2 separate regions of the Danio rerio genome follow, and region 1 is linked to region 2. The links are chromatin contacts, called in public Hi-C maps. All regions are on one chromosome and are shown on one strand. The core of a region is the stretch at or near the end of the contact, and the rest is flanking DNA. Distances in the headings are between cores, read along the strand shown.

Region 1 (3,924 bases), core at 983-3,482, 550 kb after region 2:
CCTTGATAAAAGGGTTTATTTTCATATTTATTGTGAAATTAAGATGCAGTAAATGAATTTATGTATTTCTGAATATTTAAATGCCTTGTATTTTTAAAATGTTGTGTTAGAATTCGTAGGTTTGGTGTGACTTTGCATGTAGTTATAGATGTTCATTGTAGATAACTTGACTAACTGTACTGTAGAGTCATTGGCTTAGAAGGTGAGTTTCATATCACCACTCTTTTAGAAAAATGTTGCAATTTTTATCGTGATTGAAATAAACTATTTCTGTAATGAATTCTTTGTTTAATATGTCTATTAGTCTTTGTAAATGTGTTTAATGGGGTAAATCTGGGGCCGCAATAGGTTTCATAAACATGTTTAGAGAAAAAAAAAACATGTATACAATATAAAAAATAAATCCATAAAATTTACAGTAAAAAAAGGCAGCTGGAGTTAACAGTATTTCACCTTTGAAAATACGGTACAAACTGTAAAAGTAATCTCTCATTTTTACAGTAAAATACAGCATTTCATTAATTTATAGAGGCAATTTGTCTGTATTTTGAATTACCAACATCTACACATCTTTTGTTACACACACAGATAGACAGTTAACACATCCATATGCAGGTGGTGATGTGAATGTTACATAATGAACTAATGCTCATCACAAACAACTTTTCTCTCTAGCAGAAAAGTGTATTAGTTTATAGAAGGTGCTCAGTGTCAATCACACAGCTACTAAACACCAGAATGGTAACACGCATAAAATTAAAGTCATGAAATAAACATTGTTTATCAAGGGTAGGTGTAACATAAATTTTTAATGCGCATAACTGATGGAGAAACAACTATGAGGCAGTGGCGCAGTAGGTAGTGCTGTCGCCTCACAGCAAGAAGGTCGTTGGGTCGAACCTCTGCTCAGTTGGCGTTTCTGTGTGGAGTTTGCATGTTCTCCCTGCCTTTGCATGGGTTTCTAATATATATGTACAGTATATATATAAGGGTTGCACGGTTTACTGGTGCTATGGTAGTATCAAGATACTATGATTCCAAAAAACTGGCGGTGCCACTGTTTGTAAACGGAAGTATCATCATTAATGGTTTATCTACAATGGATAATGTTGCAATGTTGTGGAAAAGTCCCTAAAATGCTTACACGTTTGTGCAACAATAAACCATTTTATGTGAATAGTCTGTGGAGCCCTTTAAGGTTGCAAAACTGTGTAGAACTCGCACCTTTTATGGTAGCCTATTGCACGTTTTCTGATTCCTCAGTTTGAACACACATCTGAATCAGTTTATTTCTGTTCCTGTTAATATTATTTAATAGCTACAACAACTGCAACAATTTTTTAAAAAGAACGACTCGCAAAGTGAAGTTTTGAATTGCTTTGGATTGTTTCTTCATAAGACTGATAAAAATAGATAAAAACCCCAAAATAGCAACAGAAAACATTAAAACTATTTTTGACCACTTGCACCATAAAGCCTAATTTGTTGAAAAAACACTCTTTTGTAACAAGTTTTATTCGATATAATCTGAAAACATTATTTGAATGTACTTTTTGTTGGCTAGTTGTCTACAAAATAAACAAAAAGAATGAATAAAATTTGGTTGAAGTGGGGTGCAAATAATACTTTTTGGCCTTAGGGAATATATTAATTAAACTCAAGTAGGCCTATTATAACATAAAATATTCTGACATATTTCTTTATAATTTAAGTTATGAATTACAGTATAGCAATACTACTTAGTATCATGATACTTAAGCTGGTATTGTATCGTAAAATTTATTAATGGTATCACGACAACCCTAGTATATATATATATGTACTACAAATGTTGTTTAGAATTATTTTTTAATACTTATTGGCATTTTCAGCTAATAAATAAATAAACTGTATGATGTTTTTTTTAAATTCTGCAGACACATTACGAAGAGTTTAAAATAAAACACAAGTGTTTAATTTAAAATAACCAAAACAACGTTCAAACGGTAATGGCAAATCTTTTTCACATTTCAAATGTATTTATTTATTTATTTATTTATTTATTTATTTATTTATTTATTTATTTATTCCCAGAGCTGTTTATGTACATAAATAACTAAACTATAAACAAAAAAGACAGATCAATGGCGCCCCCTGATGGTGATCGACCTCTAACACCTCTGTTTGCGTCACTGAGTTCAGACGAACACACCAGCAGCGGCCATCTTACTTCCTCCAAAAAAAAAAAACTTCAGTCCCAAAGAAAAACAGAATCAACCCCAGGATACATGGGTGACCACATAAAGGACAGTTATGGAGCAATAAACCCAGGGGCTACGACGAGCGATCCTGACGCAGCAGTGGGGAACAGGGCAAGAAGCGACCATTATATGACAGTAAGAGATTTAACATGTAGCGCTGGAGTTCTTCTGCTAGCCTGTTTGCTGATGTGAGGATTGAATGTGAAACACGAATGTCATCTATCTACACTCGAGATACGCACGCGGAAATAAAAATAATTTACCAGATATAGATTTAGTATTCTCTGTTGATCTATAAATGACTTGTTTATTGCGGTATATTGGATGTTTACAGTTGCACACTAGCATGCTAACTTACAGAGTCTGTATAAACATTGAGTTATGATGTGTGTGGATCAATACTGACATGATGTTTATGGTAAGACTTGGATTTTCATATCACATTTTTCATTGTCATATACTATAGGCCCTAAGGAAGGCACTTGAATGATCTAATCATTTGTGTGAGGATAAACTATTGTTTTTCCTGTTTGTCTCATTAACTCTCGCTGAAACTGAAACTGCTTGTAAATGAGTAAACATCCTTACAGATCTGCAGTCTTCAGACAACTTCAGGTTGAACTTTATAGGAGAAACATTGTGACTATACACTCTTGGCATCTTCACCTTGTTGTCTTCAATGATGAATGTTTGAAATCATTATGTTATGAGATTTATTATCTCTCTTGTGATTTTGATTTAAAGTGAATATCTTAGAAGCAAAGCAACCAAATTCACCTGTAAAAATATACCTTTGACTTATTTCAATCTAAACATTTTAAGAAAGTTCATATTTAAACCAAGAATGTGTACTAAGTTTGAAATGTGTTTTTTTTTTTTTTTTTTTTGTAATTTGCACTTCCACTTTTTTATGATTTGGACTTTTCAGTCCAAAGTCCTCTTGGTGAGATTATTACATAATATTGCATGCTGTCCCGCCAATAAAAACTTGCATAAAACAAATTTATTTTGTTTCTTAAATATACTTATGTTGTAAATAGGCATGGGCCAGTATAAGATTCTGACGGTATGATAACTTACTTGGGTAAAAATATCTCGGTTTTGCGGTATCACGGTTTTGTGATTACTGCTCTGAAATAAGTTCTGTTTAAAACTCTGGGTAAAAAACAACATTCCCATTAAACATGGCATAATTTGTTTCAATAATTAAAATATTTTGAAACCGTAACATGTCACACTAAATAATTAAAATTAGTCATTGAATTTTGCTGACTTCATTAGTTTCAAAAACAGATTTTTTTTTAAGCTTGAAAAGGCATCTTTGGATATCTTTCTTTTCTTTGGATATGAAGTTAAGTCACTGCACTATTCATCACTACAGCATGTTGGATGTTGTTATAAGAGAATTGTTTTTTATATATTTCCTGAGTCATGGACTGACCAGTAGCTTGTTATGTGGAGGGTTTTATTCTACTGTTGCCCTAAAAAAACTAATTAAAATAACAACTTACAAATGACTTACACTCTCAGAAATACGCGAGCTGTCACTGGGGTTTTACCTTTTCAAAGGTGTACATTTGTTTTTAAAGGGTCCACATTGGTACCTCAAAAGTATATATTAGTACCTTAATATTTTAAGAATAACACTTTCTGTATTTTTAGGGGCTAATATGTACCCTTGAGG
Region 2 (3,619 bases), core at 883-3,382:
TGTGATGTTAAATTGTGAAGATTCCACAATCAAGGGCCCTTCCAACTCTGCTTGTAGCTTCAATTGTGGAATTTTTTAACTTTCACCTACTACATACTTTACTTTTCCCCAGTCATTGAATGACCTGGCAATTCATTACTGTTATACTTTTGTAGTCCCCTGACCAAAAAATGGATCTGGTCTTCTAACACTTTCTTGTAATATTTTAGTACAGGTAAAAGTTCTCACTATTAACTAGTGGTTTTTCTAAAATATTATCTGTTTATTAATACTTAATAAAGTACAAATTCTGCTTGATCTCATTCTACATCTTGAATCCGACCCTATACCTAAACCCAACTTTAATAACTAATAACAAGCAAATTTATGTTAGTCATAGTCATAGTTAATGGTTTGTTAATAGTGATAATGTACCTTAAAATAAAGTGTGACCCATTTTATTTTTATGATAAAAAATGTAATACTGACACTTTTTATTAATTAATTGATTTTTGTTTATTTATTCATATCCAAATTACTCCTCACTCTTAAGCTCTATTTTCTGTTTTCTTTTAGATTTACTCCTACATAAAACACATTTATCTGACCTTTTAACATTAAATTTGTATATGGCATTAGATAACTAGGAATAGAGTTTTTTGTTGTTGTTGTTGTTGTTTTGATCAGTATTGTTGCTCTCATTTGAAAGTGACTTTGAATAAAAGTGTTTTCCAAATGATTAAATATAAACGTGATGAAAACTCATAATAAAAAAATAAAGGTTACAGCTTTACAGGAACAGAGATCAGATCAATTTAAAGTGTTTGTTTACACAAAAATAATAGTATATTACATTTTGCGTACATCATGTTGTTTCAAACCTCATGAGTTGTTTTCCTTCTCATAACACAACATTTGGAAGTAGGATGCATCTCTTTTGTAGTTTCTTGAAGAATATTAACAATACAGTCAGCGATAAAGACAATAAATGAACCCAAGGGTGACAGTGAAGACTTTTTAATTGTTACAAAACAAAGTCTTTCTAATAAATAGTTCCACAAAAGGATTAAAATGCACAAGCGTTTTCAGCATTTATAATAATGGTTAATGACTGTAATGGGTACTACAGCATCGGCTTTACCCTTAGGAATAAATGATGTTTTAAAACACATCTATATTATTGGTGAGCATAAGAAAATGCTTTCAGAGACATCAGGAAACATATTAATCCCAAACTTATGTATGTCACATCCTAGATTATAACTTTTAGTTTCTATCTATCTTTTTGTGTTCCCCTAAAAATAAATGAATAATGAAGTTTGTTTTGGAATAACATGAAGGTATATTACTTAGTTATTTTAAATATGGGAGCTTTTTCATTTTTGCGTAAACAGTTCCTTTAGCTATACTTTGTGTGTTTGGAATTCGTTTAAAGCTTGTAGACCTTTGAGGATTTGAGCTGTGGACAGATGGCATCATTGAGGAAATTTGCCTTGACTAGTGCTCTGTTGTCTAGTGGTTTGATGCAGATGCGAGACTCTTTTAATCATCATTTAAATATTGGCCGAATGACTTGGCTTAAAAAAACTGGACATTAAAATGATAATCTTACACTTTGCTGATTTTTAATTTTTTTTTTAATGTTGAGACATGCTGCACTTGTAAGTATGGGCAATGTTCTGGACGTTGATGGTACATTTTTTTTTTCTTTCGATCCATATATTAAATTCAAATTAATTTCATAATGCTTTTCATAATAGTTATCATTCCAAAGCAGCTTTAAAACATGCACACATTATTAAAGTATAATCAAAATCACAAAGAGTTGAGATGTTGAGCATGCTTGAGGGTTGTTTTTCTCCATCACCTGCAAAGTTCCTCTGTCCAGATGAGGGCACTGTTGGTTCAGTGTGAAACTCCCTTACTTTGTTCCTCTTTCTCTTTCTTTCTTTTGTCTGGACAAAACACAAGTTTGAGATGGGGCTGGAGGTGACTGATCCAGTTATACTTCAGCTTTCAAAAAATAAAAAGGAAAAAAGATGAAAGCGAGAAAATGTTCCATGCAGAGAGTGCCAGAATTGCGTTTGTGCTCTCAGACATGAGTAAAATTCAATTTTAGATCAAACGTGGTTTTCTCAGTATGCCTTAATAACCTATTAACTGCTATTTAATTATGAATACAACCAACTTTACCTTCAAGGGTTGAGAACGCTATATTCTTCTTCTGTACTGGTTTCTTATTTTCAATGCTTTTGTTAACATCATAGTTTGCCTATTATGCAGAAACAACAGTAAGTGACACATTCTTTTAGAGATATACTGTTTAAATATTAAATATCTGTTGTCATTTACTCCCTTTCATGGTGTTCAAAATCTATTTGTCTTTGTTTTTACATTTGAAACACAGCAGATCTCCTTCCAGTTAATGGTTCCATGTATTTCTCTGCTCCACAGAAGGTAGTAATTCATGATGGCCAGTAAATGATGATAGATAAATGATGATAGAATTTTCATTTTTAGGGGTAAACTATGATGATTTCCTAAAAAAGTTTGTTGAGATGTTATTGGTGTACCTGATGGCAGTAGTTGTCTAATCAATAAAAGATCTGGAGATTTATCTAGAAATTATGTTTACGATACAGGTATCATAGAAATCAGAAATGTTTTTCTGAACTTGGGCAGGATTGAAGGTCTGTTCAGAAATTGAAAGTCAGGGATTTTTTTTCAGATGTTGGGATATTAGAGATTTCTGTTTTATTATTTTTGTATTGCATTATACTTAATTTTGTGTACCATTTTTATCTCATTGTTTTATTTTTTTGCCAGTTTTTATGGTTAGCCAGTTTTTCACAGCTGTTTTATTCCTTTCCCAATTGTCAACCAACAATCAAATGCAGTTACCAGCTCATACCTGTTAAAATAGTGTCTGTGGGTGTTTTATTGTCAGCTCAGTGCTCAACCAGTCCCTCCTGGAGTTTGCGGGAAAAAGTTCTGATCATCGCAGCCTAAAATTAGCAATTTCCTGTGGTGATTTTGCCTTAATATAAACACAAATTTACACATCTTACTTCATAACTTTTTCAACCTTAAGGACAATTGGTCTCTGTAATTATTATAAAGGAATTACTGAGAGAAACAAACCTAAAGTGTTTACCTTTTTACCATATAAAGCCTACTTTATCATATTGAATATACATGCAAAATTCTATTAGTGACTAAAATAAATCATTAACAAGGATTGAAATAGACAAAACAGTTCAAATCTTTTCAATAATAGCATTAGACGAATTATGTTAAAATTGTACATTTTAGCGATCAATACAAATGATATAGTCTAGTTCAAATAGGCTATGGATGAAGACTTATTCCAGCACCACACTAAAGGCAGCGCCATGCCTATGACAACTTGTGATATTGCACAACAGATGAGGACATACTTATGCACAAATATAACTTCATCTAAAGAGGAGCTATTATGGGATTTTGAAATTATCTTCCTTGCAGTGTATAACGGCTCTAAATGAAAGAAAATTACAAGTGAAATCTGAAATTAAATAGTGTAGAAAGCTAGTCTCTAAAAAAAAAAGTCAACTCGAGAGTTGTTTCAACGGTTCGCCTTGCATTTGATCTTTAGTCGTTT

Evidence for each region. A called contact is a pair of places that touch in the nucleus more often than the background predicts.
Region 1: a contact with region 2 is called in a Hi-C map of skeletal muscle, with 4 times the contacts expected there. The contact joins the promoter of mrtfba here to the enhancer-like site in region 2. A contact is called at or near these places in 3 of 18 Hi-C or Micro-C datasets (caudal fin, hematopoietic stem cells and skeletal muscle) and 2 of 4 datasets of contacts at active chromatin or transcription factors (caudal fin and embryo).

What each region holds. Positions count from the first base shown.
Region 1 is chr12:21,648,045-21,651,968 of GRCz12tu, forward strand. mrtfba (myocardin related transcription factor Ba) reads left to right here and starts at 2,233. Exons shown (of 16, transcript XM_009306704.5): 1 at 2,233-2,375. It overlaps ercc4 (excision repair cross-complementation group 4), which reads left to right. Exons shown (of 12, transcript NM_199785.1): 12 at 1-280.
Region 2 is chr12:21,100,384-21,104,002 of GRCz12tu, forward strand. The region is part of intron 11 of snx29 (sorting nexin 29); the gene reads left to right. Among named protein-coding and RNA genes, the nearest start is that of snx29, 28 kb to the left of the region's middle. Within about 2 kb of position 2,133, at least 1 of the 62 cell types and tissues checked has an H3K27ac peak or open chromatin away from gene starts, as enhancers often do. A contact at or near this core is called in skeletal muscle, where this site is marked.